Regions from separate parts of the Mus musculus genome. Here regions 1, 3 and 4 are each linked to region 2. A link is a contact called in public Hi-C and HiChIP or PLAC-seq data. All regions are on one chromosome and are shown on one strand. The core of a region is the stretch at or near the end of the contact, and the rest is flanking DNA. Distances in the headings are between cores, read along the strand shown. Region 1 overlaps Dpysl2 (dihydropyrimidinase-like 2). Region 2 holds the start of 1700001G11Rik (RIKEN cDNA 1700001G11 gene). Region 3 overlaps Dpysl2 (dihydropyrimidinase-like 2). Region 4 holds the start of Ppp2r2a (protein phosphatase 2, regulatory subunit B, alpha).

Evidence for each region. A called contact is a pair of places that touch in the nucleus more often than the background predicts. HiChIP or PLAC-seq counts read pairs in DNA pulled down with a chosen protein or histone mark.
Region 1: a contact with region 2 is called in an H3K27ac HiChIP or PLAC-seq map of bone marrow-derived dendritic cells, with 4 times the contacts expected there. The contact joins the enhancer-like site here to the promoter of 1700001G11Rik in region 2. A contact is called at or near these places in 3 of 39 promoter capture datasets (embryonic stem cells, hippocampal neurons and liver), 1 of 484 Hi-C or Micro-C datasets (bone marrow-derived macrophages), 9 of 115 datasets of contacts at active chromatin or transcription factors (the 230-238 cell line, bone marrow-derived dendritic cells, bone marrow-derived macrophages and 6 more) and 3 of 9 other capture datasets (embryonic stem cells, liver and macrophages).
Region 3: a contact with region 2 is called in an H3K27ac HiChIP or PLAC-seq map of microglia, with 5 times the contacts expected there. The contact joins the enhancer-like site here to the promoter of 1700001G11Rik in region 2. A contact is called at or near these places in 7 of 39 promoter capture datasets (the 3T3-L1 cell line, the C10 cell line, embryonic stem cells and 3 more), 1 of 15 datasets of contacts at CTCF or cohesin (the NIH/3T3 cell line), 15 of 115 datasets of contacts at active chromatin or transcription factors (the 230-238 cell line, bone marrow-derived dendritic cells, bone marrow-derived macrophages and 11 more) and 4 of 9 other capture datasets (adipose tissue, embryonic stem cells, liver and 1 more).
Region 4: a contact with region 2 is called in a Hi-C map of CD8 T cells, with 5 times the contacts expected there. The contact joins the promoter of Ppp2r2a here to the promoter of 1700001G11Rik in region 2. A contact is called at or near these places in 2 of 39 promoter capture datasets (liver and pre-B cells), 3 of 484 Hi-C or Micro-C datasets (B cells, CD8 T cells and the G1E-ER4 cell line) and 1 of 115 datasets of contacts at active chromatin or transcription factors (memory CD8 T cells).

What each region holds. Positions count from the first base shown.
Region 1 is chr14:66,842,454-66,848,726 of GRCm38.p6, reverse strand. The region is part of intron 3 of Dpysl2 (dihydropyrimidinase-like 2); the gene reads left to right. Among named protein-coding and RNA genes, the nearest start is that of Gm5464, 23 kb to the left of the region's middle. Within about 2 kb of position 2,131, at least 203 of the 459 cell types and tissues checked have an H3K27ac peak or open chromatin away from gene starts, as enhancers often do. A contact at or near this core is called in bone marrow-derived dendritic cells, bone marrow-derived macrophages, hippocampal neurons and 3 more, where this site is marked.
Region 2 is chr14:66,295,517-66,301,777 of GRCm38.p6, reverse strand. 1700001G11Rik (RIKEN cDNA 1700001G11 gene) reads left to right here and starts at 4,649. Exons shown (of 3, transcript NR_038077.1): 1 at 4,649-4,969; 2 at 5,634-5,823; 3 at 6,192-6,261. It overlaps Trim35 (tripartite motif-containing 35), which reads right to left and starts at 4,753. Exons shown (of 6, transcript NM_029979.3): 1 at 4,229-4,753. The coding sequence starts at 4,708.
Region 3 is chr14:66,811,069-66,816,891 of GRCm38.p6, reverse strand. It overlaps Dpysl2 (dihydropyrimidinase-like 2), which reads left to right. Exons shown (of 14, transcript NM_001378767.1): 9 at 1,305-1,461; 10 at 1,796-1,937; 11 at 3,596-3,766. Among named protein-coding and RNA genes, the nearest start is that of Gm5464, 55 kb to the left of the region's middle. Within about 2 kb of position 4,466, at least 21 of the 459 cell types and tissues checked have an H3K27ac peak or open chromatin away from gene starts, as enhancers often do. A contact at or near this core is called in bone marrow-derived macrophages and microglia, where this site is marked.
Region 4 is chr14:67,070,875-67,077,191 of GRCm38.p6, reverse strand. It overlaps Ppp2r2a (protein phosphatase 2, regulatory subunit B, alpha), which reads left to right and starts at 4,721. Exons shown (of 10, transcript NM_028032.3): 1 at 4,721-5,102. The coding sequence starts at 5,096.

The DNA of each region.
Region 1 (6,273 bases), core at 882-3,381, 550 kb before region 2:
TTGCACCTGTTAAGCACATTTACCAGTTAAGTACAAACCCAAACTCTCTTTACCCTCAATTTTACTTTCCTAATTTAAATTTATTAAAAATTTAATTTTCAGAGGAAAAGTGGAAGGAGTTGGTTCGCTTTCTACCATGTGGCCCTGGGGACTGAATAGCCATTAGGCTTGGCAGCCAGTTTCTTTACCTGCTGAGACACCTTACCAGCCCTAATTAGGTCATTTTTATTTTATTTATTTGTTATTTGTTGCCTAGAATGGTCTTAAAACTCATAGGCTCAAGAGAGCTTCTGCCTCACTTTCTGAATTCTAGGACTATAGGCAAACACCATTGTGTCTAATGGATCCCCTTCCCCTTTATTTTAACGAGAGAACTTTCGTGATGAACAATTTATCTACTATACTATTTTAGCACTGTATTTAAATTATATTTATGTGTATGGATGGGGAACAAGAAAGATCTTTTCTTCTGCTGGTTGGATAAATTGCGTGTGTGGTTCCCCTCGTTTTTTTTTCAGTTTTCAGGTGCTTTTGCGTTTGAAGCTGTGCTTCAGGTCTGGGTTTCCCTGTTGTTCCTGAAAACCGGGAGAGCATATTGTGAGCCTGTATTATTGTGAGCGCATACTTTATTTATGTGTGATGGGGTGCTGATGGGTGTCCCCTGGAGGCTAAGCAGAGGCCCCTTATCAGGATCCAACAGTGTTCGTTATCAGACGCTGTCCAGATTGGCTCATCCCTATTCAGTCTTTCTAACCAACTGGGGACAAAACACGCCCATCGAACCGTCATCCCCAGTGGAAAAGGGAGACACTGGCCAGTGCAGTGGCTGTGTCAGGCTCCAGTGAGGCTGTGATATGGTTTGTGCTGGACTTTTGAATTCAGTCCAGGTTCCTAGGAAGAAAACACCCCGCCCCCTCCCCCACCCCTCCTTTTGGCTTTAAATTGAGCCCAGTCAACAGATGACCTCACCAAGTCTTCCTTCCCTGCTGGACTTCGTTTGGAGGGGATGTAAGAGGCATTGTGCAATGTTGGAACAAACAGGGGAGGCCAGCCTTTTTTGTTTTTGTTTCTTAGTTTAGCTCCAAGCCCAGAAAACCGATCTATTCCTGACTGTACAGGGAGCCAGCCGCACAGCAGCTTTTGTGTGAGGGTGGGATGTACTGATCGGCTCCTGTATGCTCTGTGGTTCGTATTTGAACTAAGTGCTCCTTTCTTTACGGTAACCATGCATTATCCGTAAACTATGTCCTCACATATAGGTGTGAGCACAGTACGGTTTGTTTCAATCCATATTTTCACAGCCGAGTCACTGTCATCAGGCTGTAGTGTTTCTGTGTGGACGTCTAGGGACACGTACACATGACCCTTCTCCTTGACTGGCACATTGTTCTTTCCTGTTATTGTCTGTGGCCTTTGGGTTTCTGGGAGTATCCTGACCCAGCTTTGCATAAGTAAATGTGTGTGTTACTGTTAGTCTCTGCTAAGGGGAAGTCTAAAACCTCAAGTCTATCCTTGGATTGTCTTCTGGACAAGGAACCTTTGCAATGGAAACTGAGGTAATCGCATTCTTTGTACATAGAAGCCTTATAGCATATGGCTGGCCTGCCTGCCTGCCTGCCTGCCTGCCTGCCTGCCTGCCTGCCTGCCTTCCTTCCTTCCTTCCTTCCTTCCTTCCTTCCTTCCTTCCTTCCTTCCTCCCTCCCTCCCTCCCTTCCTTTCCTCATTTTTTCCTTGCCTCCCTCCCTTCTTCCTTCCTTTCTTCCTCCTTTCTTTCTTCCTCACTTAACTCCCTCCCTCCTTCCTTTCTCCCCTCCTCTCCTTCCTTCCTTTCTTTCTTTCTTTCTTTCTTTCTTTCTTTCTTTCTTTCTTTCTTTCTTTCTCTCTCTTTCTTTCTTTCCTTCTTTCTCTCTCTTTATCTCCGTCCCTTCCCTCCCTCCCTCTCTCTTTCTTCTTTCTTAATTTCTTGCTCTCTCTCTCTCTCCCCCTTTCTTTCCTTCCTTCTTCTTTCTCCTATGATGTTCTATCCTGCCCCATAATCTCTTATTTCTGGCCAGCCAGCACCCACTCTGTGGTTCTGTAGCCCAGGGCAACTGAAAACTGAGACAAACAGAGGAAGTGTCATGAATGACATATTTCTCCAGCCACCTCATCTGGCCAGCCCAGGCATTGGCTGGCCCACCCCGTGTCACCATGCTCAGTGTTGTTGGTGCTCACAGCTCAATCTGGTCAGGGAGGGTGGACCTAGCCTCATGAGGAAAATCTTTAGGCTGTCCTCGGTCCACAGACTTATCACATCTCTTGATTCTTTCTGTAATTTGCTCATTGTCTAGAATTTATTTCTGGCAGACTGTGGTGAAAATTGGGAAGTGTCTTCTATTTCCCTTAAGCTGCCCAAAGGCCTCTATGTTGCTCAAACACGGGCCTTACGTGCATGCATGAACTTCCATATACATGCATATACATTCACTCATGGGCATGGGCACGTGAGAGCACACACACACACACACACACACACACACACACACACACACACCCCTACACCCCTGTGGGCACATATACACATGGGAAAGGGAAAGACCCAGGCATCCAGCCAGCCCAGGCTTCCTGTGTCCCTAGGGGGTTTGAAGTAAGCTTTGCTCCAACACTGTCAGCCTGCTGTGCAAGGGGCTGATGGGGAGATCTCTAGGAAGCTCTGGGATCAAGTTGCTTTGGTTTTTATTGGGATGACAGAGAGCCCTGCTAATGAGGCCAGTTTGTTATCTGCCCTGATTGGCAGCTTTCCCCACATCTGAGTCCTCTTAACATTGGGAAGTGAGTTTACCTGATCCTAACACTTTCCATATAGGGGTGCTTTTTGTTTTGTTTTGTTTTGTTTTGTTTTGTTTTGTTTTGTTTTGTTTTGTTTTGTTTTGTATCCTGGCGTCCCTGAGTGAGTAGGTATGTGTGGTGGCGGGCAGTGCAGGGAATTTCCGCAGGAAGTGAGAAGCCTCCTTTCCTGACAGCCCTCAGAGGATCTCTCCGACTTAGCCACTTGCCCCATAAATAGGACAGCCTCGTCTAGTTCCTTGGGTTTTTGTCTGTTTCTGCAGAAGCCTGTTCCTCTGAGGGCATGATTCAGAGTTCCAAGTCTTTCTTGTGGTGCTGTGGCCTTGGCCTTCCCTCCGCACAGCCTTTATCCAGTTCCTCCTCACACCCTGTTCTTCCTCTGAAACTCCCTGCTTGAGGCCACCCTCATTCCCATCCCTTCCCCTGCTGATGGGGTGCGTGGCTGGTCTCCCCAACAGGAGCTTTACGCTTTAGAGACCACAGCACTGGCTGGGAATCACATGAAACAGCTTCCTGTTCTCCCGTGTTACCTGCTATTTCACAACAGCCCTGCGTGCAGTGATTAGAATAATGTCTATTTTACAGATAAGAAGACTGAGGTCCAGAGCGGGTCAAGGACCTTGAGGTTCTACAACCAGTGAGAGAAGTGGTACTGGGCTGCAAACCCAGGCAATGTGGTTTGAGTTTCCCACATAGATGCTCTTGCTGTGCCTCTTTTGCAGATGGGGAAGTTGAGGCACTGAGGAGTTAAATAACTTGCTCAGCTTTCTGGACCTCATCAAGGGTCGTGCTAGGATTCAAGGCCAGACCTGTGACTTGTCATGTCCCTGTTTCCTGCAAGCTCAGAGTGCACAGTTATAGCACTGGTCCCCAGACATTTGAATGAGCAACTATTTCCTTCCATCTTTTCAGATGAGTGAGCCCCCGTGGTCTGAGGATGTGAGAGCTGGTGAGTTTGAGGGCTTTCGGTGTCTCTGAGAGCAGGTTGCTGGCAGGGCTGGGCAGTCACTTCTCCAAAGCTAGAGGAATTCCAGGCTTGACACACCCTTTGGAGTCAGAGTGTGTTTCTCCCTCTGGTGAGGGGATGTGAACTGCTGTCAATGTGGCTTTTGTTCAGAGTCTGATCCAGAGTGCTTGTCAAATGACAGGAAACAGGAACCTCACCCCTCCCTCAGCCAGTGACTTCAACTTTTCTTAGAGAAACCCTACACAGCCCGGAGCCTGCAGCATGGCAAGTGAACGGGTTTGGCTAGAGTATTTTGGTCACCCTTGGCTCTCCTTGCTTTCTCCCGCAGGCCACGGTTGTGTCCTCCTGCTGCAGGCATGGTATTTTCTATGAATTGTCCTTGCTGTGACATGGACATAGAGTAGAGAGGGGACACAGCTTCTCTCAGTGCTGGGACTAAGTGCCTGAGCTGCCCTACCCTGTGGACTCCTTTGTGCACGCCTAATGTTAGCTGGGAAATTGCCCTGGAGGCAGGCCCACAGCTGAAGGAGGGCTGAGCGAGAGTTAGAATTAAGATGGCAAAAGTGGCCACTGATCCAGGCTTCATGGGATAGGGAGTGTGTCTGTACAAGACCCTCCATGGGTCCCTCTGTCCTCCTAGATGGGTCTTGGAAAGTGGCCAGTTTTCTAGGACAATGGCAGCGGTGAAGGGTGAAGGGGGTGTTGTGTTTGCCTCTTTAAGTAGCAAACATGTTAACTGAACACCAGAATTATCTGGAGTTTCTATGAGTTGCTGGTGGCAGAGTGAAGCCATTTTGATCATCTGGACTGAGAGCTTCAGTCTATCTGTTTATGCCATGCCAACTTCAGCATCCTCTCCAGGAAGGACCTCGAAGTAGTGGACCAGTTAGGAACATGAGTGTGTTCCTAAGAACATTATGCATCATTGGAGGGATGTGGGAACAGCTGCAAGCTGTTTCTCAGGGACAAGGTGAAACTGATGGACATCCCCAAGGGCGTCTTTCAAAGGAAGATGGAACAAGAAGATAGTAGCCCAACCTGCTCTTAAGATAAAGTGAAGCTCCACACAGGTAACAAGGGCATGGCCTGTTTTGACCCCCTCATTATATATATGTATCTGCATGACAGATTATGACAAATAGTTATTAATAAATAAGGTGGTAGGATTATGGGTAACCTTTTCTTCTATTATAGTGAAAAAGAAAAAAAAAGAGATTTAGGGTTCAGACCTGAGTTAAACTCCAAAGCTGCTCCATCTGGTTATTTATCTTTAAAAAGAAATATATATATATACATATATATATACATATATATGTATAATTATTTATATATATAAAATCACACACATATATTTATTTAGTGTTTGGAGGTGTATGCATGCACGGTGAGGGAGTGCCACAGTGTGGAGGTCGGAGGATAACCTTCAGGAGCCTCTTTTTTTTCTCTCTTTCTACCATGTGCTTCAGGTCATTAGGCTTGGTGGGGGGGGGGGGGGCAGGCACTTCCACCCACTGAGGCATCTTGACAGCCATGATTATCTAACTTTTAAAACTTGCCCAGAACCTGGATTCTTTGTCAGGAAAGTGGTAGGTGGTCCTAGCAAACTTTTGACATCCTGATCTTAGTTGCAAAATCTCTCCAGGTTGAGTCTACCCGGCTAGCTTATATGTCAGTTGGCTTCTTTGTCATGTGGTAACAGTCTTGTGTATGATGTCTTAGTCTTTGAAGACCTTCTGTGGTTAACCTGGGCTTCTTCAGATCCATTGTCAGGGCTCAAAGTTTTTGGTGTGTGTGTGTGTGTGTGTGTGTGTGTGTGTTTATGAAGTGGTCTCTCACTGAATCTAGAACTCACTGTTTTAACTGGACAAGCTGGTCAGCAAGTCGCAGAGACATGCCTGCTGCTTTACTAGGGTTATGTTGCATGCTCATGTTTTAGTGGGTGCTGGGATATGGACTCCAGTCCTCATACTTGTACAATAAGCATGTTGCCCACTCTGCCCATTGATCCATCTCCCTAGCCATGTGGCTTGCCTTAGTAACAGTTCTGTTGCTGCGAAGAGACACCATGACCAAGGTGTCTTATAAAAGAAAGCATTCAATTGAAGGCTTGATTACAGCGTCAGTAAGCCAGTCATTTGTCATCATGGTGGGGGGCATGGGAGCAGGCAGACAGTCACTGGAGCAGTGCCTGAGAGCTTACAGCTGATCCACAACCATGAGGCAGTGAGAGAGGGGAGGGAGGGGAAGGGAGGAGCTCAAGTACTAACTGGGGATGGTGACTTTTGCAACCTTAAAGCCCGCCCCTGTGGTGACACACTTCCTCCAACATGCCACACCAATCCTTCCCAAACAGTTTCACCAACTGCAGACCAAACATTCAAATATATGAGCCTATTGTGTGTGTGTGTGTGGGGGGGCATTCTCATTCAAACTACCACATGGCTCCTGGTTTGATAAAACTTTCAGACACTACCCAAACC
Region 2 (6,261 bases), core at 3,400-5,899:
ATCTTGCATCCTGCTTAATTTTAAAAAATAAAATCACTTTTGTTTTAATGAACACACATATATATCAATTTAAGGAAGGTGCTCAAACACTTGGTTTTTTGAAGATTTTTATTTTATGTGTGTTTTTCCCACATGTGTCTGTGAAGTGCGTTTGTGGCTTGTGCCCAGTGCCCAGAAGAGAATGTTAGATTCCTTGGTACTGGAGTTTCAGACTGTTGTGAGCTTCCATGTAGGTGCCAGGAACAAGACTCAGGTGCTCTGTAAGGGCAGCCAGTGCTCTTAACCGCCTCAGCAACTCTCCATCCCCTCAATGCTTTTACATTTTTTAATTGTTGCTGCTAAGCTGGAATTCGGAAGAAACACTTTTGAGTTTTAAGTTGGGTTCTTATTACCTTTTGCATCCAAGGCCTATTAACTTCTCTCCACTTTTATCCTTTCCTCTCTACATTCCATAAATGTGTTATAGGCTTTTCCAGAAACAAATCCAGTGTTAATTACAATGGCGACCTCCGTCCACTGAGCACTCGCTATGCCCCCGTCCGCACTCATCCGCGCACTGTGGGTCACTTCGTTACCACATTCGTTCTCTCCAGTAAGTACATTAGAGGCCACTCCAGGGAAGGGAATCGGAAGTGCACCGGGGAAGCACCCTGCTCTCTCCAAGAGTGTGAACCTCAATTTGGATTAAGGTTGACAGAAAACTCACAACTCTTTGCCAAGGACAAAGATTTCATTTCACCAATGCAAACAACCTCAAACTAATCTCCCAGCTAGAATGGCACTGATTCTAGTTTTACTGAGACGCAGTATGCCAACTTCCTTTGGTCACTGCTTATATGAGGAACTTTATCCGTATACACATAAGCAATAGCACATCTAAGCCATACTGCTGGGATACTTTTCCCTTTGAGAAGAAACGTGGGGTTGGGGAGGCGAGTCAGCCAGTAAAGTGTGTGAAGTAGGAGAACCTCAATTCTGGTCCTGAGCACCCACATACCTGTAGTCTCAGCTCTGGATCCCTGGAGTTCAATGGCCAAACCTAGCTCAAAATGGAGATTCAGATCTAGTGTGAGGCCCGGTGTCAAAATTTAACGAGAGAGAGATCAAGGAAAGGCTGACCTTGCCTACCTCTAGCCCCTGCATACATACACACACCACAACCCCATTAACACACACACACACACACACACACACACACACACACACACAAAGTGTGTCTATGCAAACCTGTGACCACTGTACTCGAGGACTTCCTCTGGTCCCTCTGAGCATTCAGGTTTTTTTCTTGAGCTCTGGATTGATCCGCTATGACATGTTCCAAAATCTTGTCACCCTTCCTTCCATCAGGTCCCACTGCATCAGGACAAAGTCCCAGCTCATCACCATCCCCCTCAGTGTCCCATGAATGTGTCTGCCCCGCCGTAGTGATAGAAAAACGAACACACACAACCTTTATTACTTTTGCAGGACTGTGAACCACAAACCCAACAGGACAACCAGAGAAAAGAATTCTTCATTTTGCTGCTCTGAAAGTGTCAGCTTTGTCCCTCACAGGGGTGGGAGTATGGGGGGGGGGGGACCAGAGGTGGCCAAGAAGCAGAGATAGGAGCTTTAGGACACAGCCTCCAAGAACAGTTCCACAAACTGCCTTCCTCAAGCTAGGCCCTGTCTCCTACCTTACCTAACCTCCTCAGGAGGCCATCAAGTGATGAACCAGGATTCACTCACAGGGTCAGGGTCCCATTCTTGGAACACTTGCAGGCACTCAAGAAGTTGTACTTTACTGCCACAGTCAAGATTAACCCTCATACAGCTTCAGGGGTTCTGTGGACAGTAAATTTTGTTAATACTTCAGGGCACCTAACACAGAGTAAGAAATCCTCAGAGATTATTGCTGCTGGGTTATCAACACGGAGGCCAAAGGGATCTTTCTAAGCACCCACCTCTGGGATTCCTGAGGGTACCCGGCAGGGCCAAGCTTAGTCAATCTCACCATTCTTACCTGACAGTGGGTCATTCCTATGCTGCCTGCTCCCTTAACAAGCCATACCCATCTCCAACCACACTGAACCAGCTTATCTAATGACTGCCTCACCAACTCCTCTGAAATGTCGACTACTGCAAACAGTGTTCTTGTTTGGTTTCTGCTGCCATGACAACCAAAAAGCAACTCTGGGAAGAAAGGGTCTATTACAGCTTATATTTCCTAGTCATACTCCACCACTGAGGGATATCAGGGCAGGAAATCAAGCAAAACTAATGTAGAAATTATGGAAATAATGGAGGTATGCTGTCTATAAGACATCCCCTCTGATTGGTATGGAAGAGCCCACGTTGGCCTTACACTACCCAGGCAGGACCAATGTACTGGGCCCTCCCACACCCATCACCAATCTAGACAATCTCTCTGACTGGCTGATCCATTTGAGGCAATCCTTCAACTGAAATCCCCTCAGACGACCCTAGGCTGTGTCAAGATGAAATTGAGTAGAACAGGGGGGCTGTCTTGCGGACTTAAGCAGCCGCAATATCTAGAACAGGGTGTGAGAATCAAAGAGGTTCTTAGGATGTTTATTTCACACATGAATACATCATGAAGAGGCCACACTGCATCTGGCTGAGCACACAGCCTGAGGACTCCTGGGATCTTTCAGATCAGCCCCACTCCCTGCTCTTCAAGGCTCACTCACACTGAGCACCCACTGGCTTTGCACCACCATTCTAAGATGCAGAATAAGACTTCAGCCTTCTGGCCTCACCTGGTGTCCAAAGCTTCCTCTCTTCTAGAATCTTCTATATGCTGCAGCATCTTCTTGCAAAAACCTCCCCTCACCTCCTTCACCTGGTTAATGCCTCTAGGTTCTTTAGATTTTTGCTAGAAGCTCCCAGAGAGTGGGAATTATTACCACCTATCTCACTTCCAGTGTCCCTCGGACCTCCTAATCAAAACGAGGCAGCCAGCAAGAACAGAAGGCAGTCTCCAGGCCCACACGCTCTCTGTCCCCTGGATCACAGGCCTTCGGTTGATGTTTTACCCCATTCTGAGGACACCACCCATGCTAATCAGTACCTTTGCTAGCCCAGGGGAATTCGAACCAGGACCTAAACTTCTAGGCTGTCTATTTCAGCTATGCCAAATAAGAGATCTAGCACTAATGAACGAGGGAACAGGCACTATGAACCACTGCTGAGCTAATATGATGGATAACTGGAGGAACGTGGATGTAGACAGCACCCATCTGCTCTGCTTCCAATCTGTATGGAGCTGCCATCAACTGCTGATTCTCAAAAAAAGACATTTCACCAAGTGGAGAAAGGGCGTCTGAAGATCAGGCCCAGTGGGCTCTTACAGTACCTCCTTTTCACTATGTCAGGCTTCCTAGTGGCTAACCCTGGGCCCTCCCAACTGTGGGTCTGACCCGTGTGTTAGTGGCTGATGAAACAAATTTAGCTGTTTCAGTACATCAATGACTTTAAACGAGAAAAGTAACAAGATACTGCCAGAGTAAAATGGACATTTCAGAAACCCTTTAAAAAAAGAAAAATCAGTCAATATGTCAGTATGAATGTTTTGGAAAGCAATGGAGCATGCATATCTAAGCGATTAGGTCAAATTGTTATCGAAAATGTCTGCCTTTTTTTTTTTTTTTTTTCTGTTTTAGAACAAAGACTTTTTCACTGGGCCTGGTGGCACAAGCCTGCAATCTCAGCCACTCGAAAGGCTGAGGCAAGCAAAGAAAAGTTCAAGGCCATCCTGGCTAATTTAAGAGCTTGGCTCAAAATCAAAAGTAGGCTTGGGGTGCAGCTGCGAGGTAAAGTACTTGCCTAGCGTGATCTCCTACAGCCCCGACACCCACCCTTCCCCGCCATGCTAGTTTTGCTGTGTCAGCTGCTCTTGGTTTAATTATAACCACTGGAACTCCAGATATTTGGATACTAAGAGTAAGAGGAGCAAGGCAGCAGGCAAGCGCCACAGGCCTTTCTTACGGCTCTGTAACCCGTTGATCAAGGCACTGCTGGGCAGGGGAAATCTCAAGGCCTTAGAACTCTGCTAGGTCCTGGCCTCTTCCATTTCTAAAATGACCGCGCCAAGCCCAAATGTCTGCAGACCATACTATTCCCCATCGTTGTTCAGATTGGCCTGGACCGGGGGCAAGATGGTTGCTAGGCCTGGAGGAGGGGGAGGGGCAGGCCGGGGGTCCCCAGGGCGGGCTGGCGCGGTGCTCACCCGGAAGTCTTGCGCAGTGTCCTTGATGGGCTGCACACGATGCTCTTGGTGCCGGGCGTCGGCCTGGCAAGCACAGCACAGCAGCTCCTTGTCCTCCAGGCAGAAGAGCGTGAGCGGGGCACGGTGCGCACGGCAGGGGCGCGGGGACCGGCGACCGGTCCAGCGCGCGCCCTCAGCCTCCTCGCGCAGCAAGGTCTCCACCAGGTTGTTGAGCGTGTGGTTGGTGCGCAGCTCCCCGGGCACCGCTCGTTCCTTGCACACCGGACACGAGGGCGTCGTCTGCACCTCCCAGCAGCCGCTCACGCACCGGCGGCAGAAGTTGTGGCCACAGCGCAGAGTTACTGCGTCGCGGAACGGGTCGTAGCACACGGCACACAGCAGCTCCTCTTTGAAGGAGCGCGAAGGCCCCGGGGACACAGAAGGGCCCGGCTCCATCGCAGGAGCAGCCGCCGTCACCACCACCGGTGTCGCCGCCTTCATGCCTAGCCTGCGGGCGTTGTCCCTGCTGAAGATCTGGGAGCTTAAGGCGGCTCCAACCAATCACGGATGGGCTTTGAGGGCGTGGACCCTCCCACTTCCGTCTTGCGCGGGGTCTCCCAGAGGAGGTGTGGTCCGCGATCTCCGTTAGCTCCAAGGCGGAAGGATCTGTCGTCCCACTGCAGTGTCGGGTTTCCGTTGTCAAATAGGAAGTGAAGCCACGGGCCGCCATCCTTAAGCAATTCCCGCTATCTCAGACTCCTGGTATAGATGGGAAGGGATGTCCATGGCTTAACTCCTGAGCTCCCTAGGTGGGGTCTGAACCTGGGCCCAAAGCAGTAGGGGGGGGGGAGGTCATGCAGCACTGGGAATGGTTTCTCAAAACCCTCACATAGGTCGTCCGCTGACTTTGGTCGGGCTTACTGCCACCTCGAGGTAGCGGGAAGACCTGAGGAGTTGAGATTCCCGGCTTGTGGTTGGATAAATGAGTTCCAGTGTAAAATGGTGGTTTCCGTGAAAAGGACGTGTGAGAACGAAATTAATAGGGAAGCATGCTCGTGGCATCTTCATTAAAGTCAGGGTGAGAAAGTCGTGATGAACATGCTTGTAATCTCAGCATTTGGGAGGCTGGGGCAGGAGGATCAAGAGTTTGAGACCAGCCTGGGTTACACAGGGACACTTAAAAAAAAAAAAAAAATCCACTTTGGATTCTGGCAAGAAAGGCAGTCTGAATGTTCCCAGCTGCCCATTCCTAGTTGATATTTGTAACCTTCCGCTGCTGTCTTACCCCAACATACACACTAATTCAGCAAGGCACTGCAGATTTGCAAATTCCTTGGGATCATATGAAACAATTTTTAAAAAATGCACTAGATAAACAATTACAAAAGGCAGTGTGTTTGGGTCTCTTTCCTATTCCTCTTGCCAGAACCACAGACGGGATGGTTTATAAAGAATAGAGGTTCCAGAGGCAGGGATATTCAAGAACTGTGTGCCAGCCTTCCTGCTGCATCTTGATGCGATAGAGAGAGTCACATGCCCAGACAGACAAGCCTGCCTGCTCAGATCTCACTTCTTCCTGTAAAGCCACTGGTGGTGTTTATGGAAAGTCCATGCTGGTAAGTTTTGTCAACTTGACGCAAGCTGGAGTCATTTGGAAAGAGGAAACCTGAAGGGAGAAAACATCTTATGGAAGAAACCATCCATAAGATGGTTCTGTAGGAGGCTTGATTGATTTGGGAAGGCCTAGTCCCCTGTGGGCTATGTCCCTCCCCCCATGCACTCCCTCAACCCCCCCCCCCCCAGGGCAGGTGCTTGTATAAAGAAGCAATCTGAGCAAGCCATGAGGAGCCACCTGTTAAGCAGTACCCCCTCCATGGTGGCCTCTTCAGTTCCTGCTTCCAGGTTCCTGCTTTGAGTTTCCCTGCCTTGGCATCCCTCAACAGACCATGACCCAGAGGTCTTTTGGCCATGGTTTCTTTCACAGGAATAGAGCTAACAAGGACTGGGCTCTGCCCTCATCGCCTCATTTGAAGAACCTCCTTCTACAAGCCTCA
Region 3 (5,823 bases), core at 3,217-5,716, 520 kb before region 2:
TGGCCTTGAGGGCTGTGTGTTTTGAGAAGGGAGAAGCTTGCCTGGGTGACGGGAGGAGAGGCAGATGGATTTGGATAACCTGAGAGAAAGGTCCAGCTCTCTGGTCTTTCATTAGTTGAATGTTAAGAGCACTGAGTGGGCTTTGCACACGTTCGTTAAGTGCCTACTGTGTACAGGCACGAAGGTGTGTTGAGTGCCTATTGTGTGCAGGCAGAGAACTGATGATTATTGTGTCGCCATCAAGAGTCAAAAGGTTCAAAAGTGGGCGATTGTTTGGGGTAGAATGCAATGCCCAGGGATGCCGTGATGTCTGGACCATTAGGGGAGGCTGAGAGGCCAGGCCTGGTGGCACACTTCTGTAATCTCAGCTCTCTGGTGTCTGGGCAGGAGGACAAGAAGTGCAAGGCCGTCCTCTGCTACACACATAGTTCAAGGCCAGCTTCCGCTAAATCGAAATGAAGAGCTTGGCTTTGGATCAGGAGAGATCTAGGTGTTCAGAGGCTAGATAGTTTTTCATTTGTTTTAAACCTGGAAGGCATGACATAAGAGGTTCTTAGATGAGTGTGTGTGGAGGAGGATGGTATATGGAGAGTGCCCTGTGAAGAGAGTCCCTGCCATGTCACAGAGCATGGCTAAGGAGCTGAGGAAGCAAGCACAACCCTGAAGTCTGCTGGAATGAGCTAGGGGAAGGGAGGGGGCGTGGCCAAGGGAAGAAGGCACATAAGGCACACAGGGACCTACACCAGCAGTGTAAGTGGGCACAGCTGTCTGGCCCACTCTGAATAGATAGAGAAGATACCATTTGGACTTCTGGGGGGGGGGGGCTGACATTTTCTCTTGGACATTGTGTAGAGTCATCCTGAGCTTCTAGAGATCCTGAAACTCCAGTGGCCTAAGCACAGGTTCTCATGAGTCAGCTGTCACTCTGACGGATGCCATTGAGGTCAATTTAGGCATCTGGGCATCTCTGGAAGATTCTGGCACTGCTCTCTGATACCTTGGCTCTGTGACTTTATTTATGATTTCTGTTCCCTATCTAGAATTAGACATGATAAATAACATGTATTGTGTTTAGGATTGCCTCAGGAAAGAGGGCGAAGTCCACAGAACAGGGCATCTTAGTACACACTTGGCTGCCTAGGGTTCTGGACTTCGGCCTTCGGTGTTGTCACCTGTGAGATGAGGCTGTACCCCAAGAAGGGAGTGCTGAGGGCAATCTACAGTGCCGAGCATATAGCAATGCCTGCTAAGAGTGGTCTCTTGTTCTTAGTGTGTCAGACTGAGCCATCTGTGCTCTTTTTCAGGAACTGTGGTGTATGGTGAGCCCATCACGGCCAGCCTGGGGACTGATGGCTCTCATTACTGGAGCAAGAACTGGGCCAAGGCTGCGGCCTTTGTCACCTCCCCACCCTTGAGCCCCGACCCAACCACTCCAGACTTTCTCAACTCGTTGCTGTCCTGGTGAGTACCGCTGACTCACTCACATCCACACGCTAGAGCAACTCAGAGCAAAATGAGTCCGTAGGTGACGGCACGGTGGTGGCTGAGAACAGGCTTAAAAACAGACCTTTATTGGCCGAAGTTAGGGTCGCTAAGTGAGAACAAGGAATCAATCTGTCGCCATCTTGGGTGGGACTTCCTGATATTAACCTGGGCCATTCTGACCAGTCAGCTGAAGGAAGGGTCTGAGTGAGCGCCAGGATGGTGGGCAAGACGTCATCTGTGAAATGTCTCACCAGACAGATGGAGGTAGGCTGCTCAGCAAGGAAGCCTCATGTCATGTGTTTCCTTCCAGTGGAGACCTCCAAGTCACTGGCAGTGCCCACTGCACCTTCAACACTGCCCAGAAGGCTGTGGGGAAGGACAACTTCACCTTGATTCCCGAGGGCACCAACGGCACTGAGGAGCGGATGTCTGTCATTTGGGATAAAGCTGTGGTAAGGACTGATGGCCTTCCTCGTGGCTGGCCCATGCATGCCCCTGTCGCTGTGGGTGTGGGGCTAACGTTGGCCAGTTGAGAACATTCTAGAAACTAGAACTTGGAAGATGATATTTCTCCTGAATGGAAATCCAAGATGAGATTCCCTAAAAGCACATTTCCTTCTAAATATTCCTGCATCAAGGAGGAAATGGCTTCCTCAGTCCCCTGCTGACCTTCTCAGTCAAGAGTCCTCAACTCCGGTTCCTTGAGAGTGTGGCTGAGGACATCAAGGCTTGGTATTCAGACCCACCGTGGGCTTCTGCTCAACCTGTTTTGGACAGATACTGATCTTGGGGATTTGGAAGCTTTTTTCCTTCTGATGTTTGACAATACAGTAACAGTATTTAGTAACAGTAAATCAGTGGGTTTCCTGATTCTTAGTGAACTCTTACATCTTGTGAGTGAACATCACCTTGTTTCAGAGGAAAGCTACAGTGAGTGGGGAGTATCCTCGGGCTTTGCCAGCACTTTGTGTGCACAGCAGGTCAGCCTGCTGGTGACATTAGCATCACACACAGTGTCACAGCCTGTCAAAAACAATTCCTAACATCTCATGCAGCGTTCTTAAATCCACAGGAGGAACAAAAGACTTATTTTTATCTCCGCCCCCCAACCCCTGGAGACAGGGTGTCTCTGTGTGGCCTGGGTTGGCCTGAAACTGGCAATGTAGATTAGGCTGACCTCGAACTCACAGAGATCCATCTGCCGCCGCCTTCCCAGTGCTGGGATTAAAGGCGTGGCCACCACACCCATGGAAAACCTTGTTTCCTCCTAACACCAACAGTAATTTGTCTCTAATTCTTTGACTGGACATTTGTGATGCTCCTAATTTTTCTTTTAACTGAGATGCATATCCGTAGAGACATATCCTTGGGTATATCTTTAATTATGTTTGTAGGAGAAGTTTCTGGAAGTAACTTGGGCAGGCCAAGGGGAATCTATTAAAGACTGAATTTATATTGTTAACATAATGCAAAGATTACATCTGACACAATGCATGACACTTCTCGCTGGGTTTTAGGAGTAGAACCCCCAAAACACTATTGAGTTGGTGAATTTTGTCTTTGTTATTTGACATTCAATTTCTTTGGTTGCTGATTGGGTTGAATTTTTTAATATGCTTTTTTGGCCATTTAATTTTTTTCTTCCTCGTAGTGCACACTCATATCCTTGGTCTCCTGTGTTTAGAATGGAAAGATTTCAGGAAATGATTGGCCCTTACCTTGGAAAGCCAGATGCTGGGTTGAGACTTACTGACTAGAAGCCCAGACCTGTTGGGAACTTTATTGAAAGGGAAATCCCAGGATGAATTGCATGCCAACATACCTTCAGCTTTCTGACCCTATCCATGTATGTGTGTGTGTACTCTGTACCCTATCCGTGTGTGTGTGTGTGTGTGTGTGTGTGTGTGTACTCTGTACCCTATCCTTGTGTGTGTGTGTACTCTGTACCCTATCCATGTGTGTGTGTGTACATGCTCTGTACCCTCTCCATGTGTGTGTGTGTGTACTCTGTACCCTCTCCATGTGTGTGTGTACATGCTCTGTACCCTCTCCATGTGTGTGTACATGCTCTGTACCCTCTCCATGTGTGTGTACATGCTCTGTCCTGCAGGTCACTGGGAAGATGGATGAGAATCAGTTTGTGGCTGTGACCAGCACCAACGCAGCCAAAGTCTTCAACCTTTACCCCCGGAAAGGTCGCATCTCGGTGGGATCTGATGCTGACTTGGTCATCTGGGACCCTGACAGTGTGAAGACCATCTCTGCCAAGACACACAACAGTGTAAGGCTTGCCTGTCTTGAGTAGACATGTGTGCTGCAGGCAACAAGAGACAGGGGTTCAGGAAACCTCAATCGGATAGGAGTAAAGTTTCCCCAGGATGTATTGCTAACTTGCAGTGTCCCAAGGGCCAGACTGGCCCTATCACTTTCTTTATTGAGATCCACAAGACTAAGACTCTTGGGCACATTTCAGAGGCAATAGCCGCTGTCCTTACACCTTTAGGGTCCCTAGAGCAGAGGTTTTTTAGCCCTTGGGTTGTGACCCCTTTGAGGGTTGAATGACCCTTTGACAGGAGTCACATATCAAATATCCTGCATGTCAGATATTTAATTATGATTCATAACAGTCGCAAAACTACAGTTATGAAGTAGCAATGAAAATAATTTTATGGCTGGGGGTCACCACAACATATTAAAGGGTCACAGCACTAAGAAGGTTGAGAGCCACTGGCCCAGAGTGATTTTAGGTCCTCAGAAGCTTCTAGAAGTCAGTCAACACTGTGTTGTCGTGGTTTGTGTGGTGTGTTTACTGCAAGGGATCCAGCTAGAGCAGCCAGTGTCTGTTCCCGAGGCGGCATTGGGCACTGCCATTTCCTGTCAGTCCTCTCTCAGGAGTGATTGACCGCTATGCTTCTTGTCCTAAAGGAAGAAGAAATAACCCAGGTTAATAGGTCACAGTTTAGGAACTACAGAATTTGGGGAAGCTTGTGGTCACAGAGCTTGCAGATGTTAGTATCTGTTAGTCGGTTAGCATGCTGGCGTTTCAACTGAGAACCAGGGATTCACGTGTTCTGCTAGTTTATAGATTCAGTGAGCCCAGAGCTATCAGACACCCGCAGCTCCTCCCAACCTAAAATCCTGACAATCTAAAATCCTCTCTCTTGGACAGAAGGTTTTGGGTGGGGTATGCTGGGTTCAGTGCCAGCTTCTTTGGTACCTGTGGGCGCCTTCATGGTGGGTACTTCGTGGGGAGGGAGATGGCTGGACTCCATATTTATAACTGGTTTTGCCCTGCCGGTTCAGCAGAGCCTTAGTGCCAAGCCGGCTTAAATTTGTACCATCCATCTTGGGCTCCTCAGTGGCGCCCTCAGGACTGACCTTTCTGTGCGTATGCCTATTATTTCATAATCCTCCTCTTAATCTGACCTTCTCACTAAAGGGTCCGGTGTGATTATCCTAAGTGAGAAGATAAATAACCTCGAGGTGCAGAGAGCTTAAGTGACCCGTCTAACGTTACATAGTGATCTTGCGGTCGAGCCAGAATTAGAAGCCTTAATTTTTCAACATTCTTCCCTCCCAGACTGCGTATGCATGTGCAGGGTGGGGTGGGGAAAGTCCTGTCCCTCTTCTGTAGTGTCCCCTCCCCAAAAGGGCTGCCATGGCTCATCAAACACACAGGTGACCGGGCTGCTAGGTGGCATTGGGACCTCCCTGCCTGGATGGACGAGAGAGCAGGGGAGAGTGAAGGTTTGGGAAGACAGTTGCTGCTCACATGACATTTTTCTGGGGGGAGGGGGTAAAATATGGCAGTTTTTATTTATTTCTTCCATGGCAAGACAAACAGAAAATCAAATGGTTGGCATTGGGTATCATCACCCTGAAGACAGAGAAACAGAGAAATTCAGAAAACTGTACAAGAATCAACAAGAAAAAATCCTAGCATAAAGAAAGGAAATAAACGCAAAAATTCCACAGTTATGTACTGTTTTTTACAGACAGGAAAGGGAATATAGCATAAGTTTACATTAAATTCTCTAAATTCCTAAAAAATAAATTTCTGGGGATTTATACAGCTTACAAACGCAACTATAAAAGTATCAAAAGCCTTCTTCTACATTTTCATAATGTTGGCATAGGATGTTAGATGTAATCTGAGGAAATATGATCACATCGCATTTTTATCTCACTCTGTTCCGGGCAGTATCCCGCGCAGCCCTGCCAAACACCTCATTGTCTCCCCCTGCTGTCGGGGCTGGCGTTAAGCATGCCTGTGTGACACTGCCCATCTGGTGAAGTACAAACAAGATTCTAGGTTCTGTCTTCAGTGTGGAACAACCG
Region 4 (6,317 bases), core at 3,472-5,971, 780 kb before region 2:
TGTATACTCTTTATGTAACCACCTGGAGAACAGAGGGTGTGAAAGGATACCACTTCTCCATTTTTCTTTTTTAATGGAGAAGGGTTTGTATTCCTCCCAACTACAAATCTGGTTCATTAGGTAAAGAATTAATTCTTGAGTAATTCTTCTCTGGTCATGTGTGCTGGATAGTTTTGTGTGAATTTGTGAACTCGACACAAGCTGGAGTCATCGGAGAGGAGGAAGTCTCAATTGGAAAAATGTCTCCATGAGAAGGAGGCAGGCCTGCAAGACATTTTCTAAATTAATAGTACACGGAGGAGGGCCCAGCCCACTGTGGGTGGTGCCATCCCTGAATTGGTGGTCCTGGGTTGTAGAAGAAAGCAGGCTGAGCAAGCCTAAGAGATCAAGGCAGTAAGCAGCACTCCCCATGGCCTCTGCATCAGCTCCTGCCTCCAGGTTCCTGCTCTGCATGAGTGCCTGTCCTGACTTTCTTTGGTGGTGAACTGTAATGTGGACTAACCCCTCTTCTCCCCAATTTGCTTTTTGGTTATGGTGTTTCATCACAGCAAGTAGAAACCCTAAGTGAGACGAATTAGTACCAGCATAATGGGGTATTGCTGTGACAGCCTTGACCATGTTTTGGGGAAGATTGTGAAAGGACTTTAGAACTTTGGGCTAGAAAATCCATTGAGCCGGGGGGTGGTGGCACACGCCTTTAATCCCAGCACTTGGGAGGCAGAGGTAGGCAGATTTCTGAGTTCAAGGCCAGCCTGGTCTACAAAGTGAGTTCCAGGACAGCCAGGGCTATACAGAGAAACCCTGTCTTGAAAAACCAACAAAAAAAGAAAAAAAGAAAAGAAAATCTATTGAATGTTGCGAACACAGGAAGCTGCTCTGTAGGAGCTTGGAAAAAAAGAATGTTAAGAGCAGTGCAGATGATGGAGGCCTGGCTTGTGATGTTTCAGAAGGAAGCCAAGACTCTGCTGAGCCTTTTGTGCAAAGAATCTGTGGTTCTGGTTAGCTGAGGTTGAAGAATCAGCTGTGATTAGCAAGACAGCAGAACTACTAAAGTGAAACCTTTGTTTTGTGTGGATACTCAGTACTTGTCAGCTGTAGCTGAGAAATTAGCAGGGATGAAGAAAGGAGCAACATTGATGAGGTGCAACCTTCTGGAAAGTGTTTCCTGAGAATCAGCACACAAGGCCAAGGTTGTACCTTGTGTTGGTAGCAGAACTTGGTAGTCTAAGAGTCACCTACGTAGTACTGGTTATAAAGGCTTGAGAGGTCATGGAGAGCAGCTGAGGCTTGGCACTGTGTGGCAGGACTGGAGTCCCTGAAGAGAGCCTAGGAAAGGTTATTGGTGGATGCTCATCCCAGTGGCAGCAGAAGACCCCAGCATCTTGGAGATGCCAGTAGCATGCAATGATCACTAAGAACAGCAGCAGCAGTGGAGTAGAGCCAGCAGGAGCCTCAAAGATAAACTGTGTGTGCTGCAGAGGACAGAGCTGGAGAAGTGACCCAAGTCCCCAAGTGCCCAGAAGATCGTGAGTGAATTCCAGTTAGCAATAGGACCCCTAAGACACCATGTAATATATTTTAAAAGCCACCTTGTAGTAACCCAGGGTGAGATCTGTTCAGCTAGAATATGCTCCTGATTCTTTAATTCTTTGTTTCTCTTGACTCAGATTTAAAGCAGAAAAGGTCCGAGTCTTCTAAAGAGTCACCAGAAAAACCAAGAGGGAATTTCCCTCTTCATTTACCCAAGATGAGCTCAATTCTGCAAGGCTTGGTCACCGTGCGTGGTCATGTGATCAAGAGTTACATTTAGGACTCTTCTCACGTGATAAAAAGCTTGTAGCTAAATGTGGTGACTTGCCTGAACTCCTAGAATTTTGGAGGCATCTGTAGGCAGATCACTGTGAGTTCAAGGACAGCCTTATTTACACAGCTCTAGGTCAGGGCTACAGAGCAAGACCCTGTCTCAAAACAAAACAAAACTCAAAACCAATTCAAACAAAAGTTTCAAGATCATGTACAAGAAGAGAACATTATCCTATTGGGATACCCCATCTCCTGAGTAGTGTGTAAACAGGTTCGAAGACACCATGGGAAATAACTACAGCAAATGCACGCACAGGCAATTTACCTATTTACCAAATGGGGTTGGTTGTTTAATAAATGTAGGTGAGATCACCAAGATGACTTCTAAAATGCCTCTTTTCTTTCTTTCTTTCTTTTTTTTTCCCCTGGCATTAAGAAGAATGAGGGCTGGAGAGTTGGCTCAACAGTGAAGAGCCCTTGTTGCTCTTGCAGAAGACTGAGGTTCAATTCCCAGCATCCACATGGCAGCTCACAACCATCTGTCACTCAAGTTCCAGGGGTGTGACACACTCTTCTGATTTCTGAGGGCACAAGGCATGTACATGGTACACACACATGCATGCAGGCGAAAGACTCATACAAGTTAAAGAAATCTTAAAAGTTAAAAAAAGAGAGAGAAAATATTTACAGTTCAGCAAACCTTAAGGAGCCAACATTTAAGTGGTTTTTCTTCCCAATCCAGAAGACTTATTTATTCATCCATTAGTCCCATGAATTATGTGGCTAGTGATAGGGAGATGAATAACATACTTCCTAGCCTCAAAGAATTCTGTCTAATAACAGACACAGACTGAGATCATTTTAATGTGGTTTAAGAAAACAGAAAAGTGCATTATACTTTATGAGACTATTTGTATAAACTGACAACATGACTGCTTCATAGTTTGGTTAAGGGGAGGGTTTTGTTGTAGATATGAGAGAGTGGCCAGAGGCATCTGGAAGAGTCCAGAGCACAGACTGAACATGCCGGAGAGGGAAGAATAATAGCAGAGGATAAAATATAGAGGAAACAGCCAGAATAGCAGGGTCATAAGGAGGAGTAGCTTGGGAGAGAAACACCCGAGGGCTGGAGTTTACAGTAGAGGAGAGGTAAGAAGGGCAGGACACTAGCGTGGACTGAAATGTGCCACAGGATCTTGGGATACCAGCATGTGCTTTGATATACAGTTAGGCAACGTAGGTAGCTATATCTCCTTTTTGCCAGAAGTGAGGGAAATGACATTTTTGGTAGAGGGCCCCTGGCTTCACAAGTTCCTGAAGAATGCTGTTTTTTTTTTTTTTTTTTTTTTTTTTTAATCTAACTTCCAGAAATCCTCCTATAGTCCAGGCTGAGCTCATTTCTGGATATTTGAACTGCCTTTTGCAGTTTGGGAAGTTTCCTTTGGACCTGACACATTTTGTTGTTGTTCTCTTTCCTCCTCCTCTTCCTCCTGTCTTTCTTTCTTTCTTTCTTTCTTTCTTTCTTTTTTTAACTGTTTTAAGATGAGTACATTGTTGTTGTCTTCAGGCACACCAGAAGAGGGAATCAGATCCCATTACTGATGGTTGTGAGCCACCATGTGGCTGCTGGGAATTGAACTCAGGACCTTTGGGAAAGCAGTCAGTGCTCTTAACCACTAGGCCATCTACCCAGCCCTCCTTCTGTCTTTCAAGACAGAGTTTCTTTGTGTGGACTTGGCTGTCCTGGAACTAGCTCTGTAGACCAGGCTGACCTCCAGAAATCTGCTTGCCTCTGCCTCCTTCCCCTCCCTCTCTCTAGGAGGAGAGCTTGGCACTACTAAGAAAGGGCATTTGACCTAGTTAAAGGTGAATAGGAAAGGGGGGGGGGAATGTCAGAGAGTCTGACTGGAAGAGGCTACATTTAAATGGATTTATTTTAATTTTTTGCATGTGTTTGATGTATGTATGTTAGGCAGAGTCTTCTATAGATAGCCCAGGCTAGCCTCAAACTCAGCTGTCCTTGAACTCTAGAACCTCTTAAATGAATACAAGCGCTGTTGAGATTATAGGAATGTGTCACCACGGCCAGAAGAACATATCTTCCTCTTCCTCCTCCTCCTCTTTTTCCTCCTCCTCCTCCTCCTCCTTCTCCTCCTTCTTCTTCTTCTTCTTTTGGTTTTTCAAGACAGGGTTTCTCTGTGTAGCCCCGGCTACCCTGGAACTCACTCTGTAGACCAGGCTGGCCTTGAACTCAGAAATCCGCCTGCCTCTGCCTCTCAAGTGCTGGGATTAAAGGTGTATGCCACCACTGCCCAGCAGAACATACCTTCTTAATCATTGATTTTACCACTTTTATCTGAAAAGACCTTGGCTACTTTTTGCGGCATTCACAACATCCAATTTCTGTGGCGAGCTATTCTTAACTGCTCGCAGTAGCCAAGGGCTCTAGTCCATGGGAAGGTAACCTAATTCACCCAGATGGAACCAGTCCAGTTGTGTCCTTCTGGGCTCAGTGAACTCTCACCTTGGGCAGGCAGTGGCAAGTATGCATCACTCTCCCTTAATTTTGGTGCCTCCGGGGCTCACCCACAGGGTCACTGGAGCAACAAAAGGGGTATTCTCTCGAGAGGGCCAGCTCACCATGTGGTTGAGCATAAGTGAACATATGAGGCCATCCCAAAGTTCCGGCCTTGGCTCTACGGCTTGGGACAGTGAGAGGTGCAGACAGGCCAGGCCTTGGCCACTTGGGCACCGCGGCTTGGCACATCCAGCCCACAGCCACAGCAAACTAAGTGCAGCTCTAGCTCTGTACAGGGACCTTCTCAAGGATCCTAGCGGGCGGGGCGGGGCGAAAGCAAGACAAGAAGGAGGCGTGGCTAACACAGCACGACCCGCCCCAAAGACGCTCCGCCCCCTCAAGTGACGTCACCGGCCAGCCAGCGGGCGCCATTTTGAAAGTGGAGTCGCCTGTCCCTGCCGCCGCGGCCGCCGTCGCTGTCCTAGCCGCCGCTGCCGCCGCCACTACTACCGCCGCCGCCGCCGCTACTGCCGCCGCTGCCGTCTCCACCGCGAGAGAAGGAGCACGAGACGGGACGCCCCTGAGTGAACGCCACCATCCTGCCGACCGCTCCACCCGGGCCGCTTCCTTTCCGCCCCGGTCCCGGTCCCCTCCCCCCTCAGGTGCCATCCGCCTCCATCCGCGCCCTCGATCCCCCCATCCCCAGGTGTGGGGGCTGAGCCCCGGTCGCGGAGACCCCGACGAGCCCGGCAGGGTCACCATTTGCAGCGCGACATGGCAGGTAAAGAAGAAACGGCCCTTGGGCGGCTGACAGGGTGCCGTGCCGCTTCCTCTGCGCGCTCTCCGTCACCCCCTAGCGACCGTGGTGGCGGGGCCTCGGCCTGGGGCGCTGGCCGAGTGTGGGGCGGGCGGGCGGGCCTGGCACTGAGCTGGGACTGTGGGGCCTGGAGGCCGGGCCCGGGGCCTGGCACTACAGGAACACGGCACGGGTGCGTTGGGGGTGGGAGACGGCGTGGGTGGGGCGGGTGCAGGCGTGCAGATGGGTCCCCTCTGCACCCTGCTCCCTCCGCTCTTCCTTACATATTCATTCCTCTTCCCGGTCTACTGAGAACCTTTCTGTAGAAATGTATTCTGGACCGATAAGAAGGAAGACAGCTTTGCAAGTTAAAATACAATGGAGGCATACCCCCACCCCCCCAACTCACGGTCACCCCCCCCCCAACCCCCAGCACCACACAAACATTAATGGGGTAGGTCAGGTTTTGAGGGTGTAAGCCTGAATTTCGTTTTCGATTTTGCTCCCTTCCCGTGTCTTATTTTTTTGCCACTCACGAATGCTAAGCCTTTAATAGAAGTTGCAAGGATTGGGGTGGGGGCTGGGTGGGAGAGAAAGGTAATTTAAACTTTGCATTTTGCACGGTAGCGTTTGGGCAGATGTCCTTTTCCCAGAAGGGTTTCTTGGAGTTAAAATAGTTGTGGAGTTCGCCGATATAAATAGCCAAAGGGAGAGGGATTTTATAAAACCTTGCTGAGGGGGGACGGGGGGGGTGCGGGGGGAGAAAGCCTGATTGAGAATAATTTAGCAAGGAATGGGTAAAGGAAAAGCGAGGTTTAATGTCGTTTGAGAGTCGGTTATCTTTGTACAATTTAGTCTTGAAGCCCTTCCTCTCATAGAGTAATTCTGGATTGAGATTGAGTTTCTTTTCCAGAAATCCCGGGGTGCCCCCATCCCCCCATTTCCTCTTCAGTGCTGAGCAGTGAGTGTCGGAGATTAAACCAATTTTCCTTTCTTTTCAATATTTGCATAGATAATAGAACCTTTAAAGAAGTTATGCTGGACTGGTTTACAGTTTGCTATATAAACAGGCTGCCCTTTGACCTTGCTGAACAATGAAATGATAATTGGAACTGTATTGTAGGAGATGAGCAACGAATAAGGTTGCTTTTTTCTGGGTCCTTTGGATGCAGTAGGTGAATGTGGCAGGAGCAGCCTCCT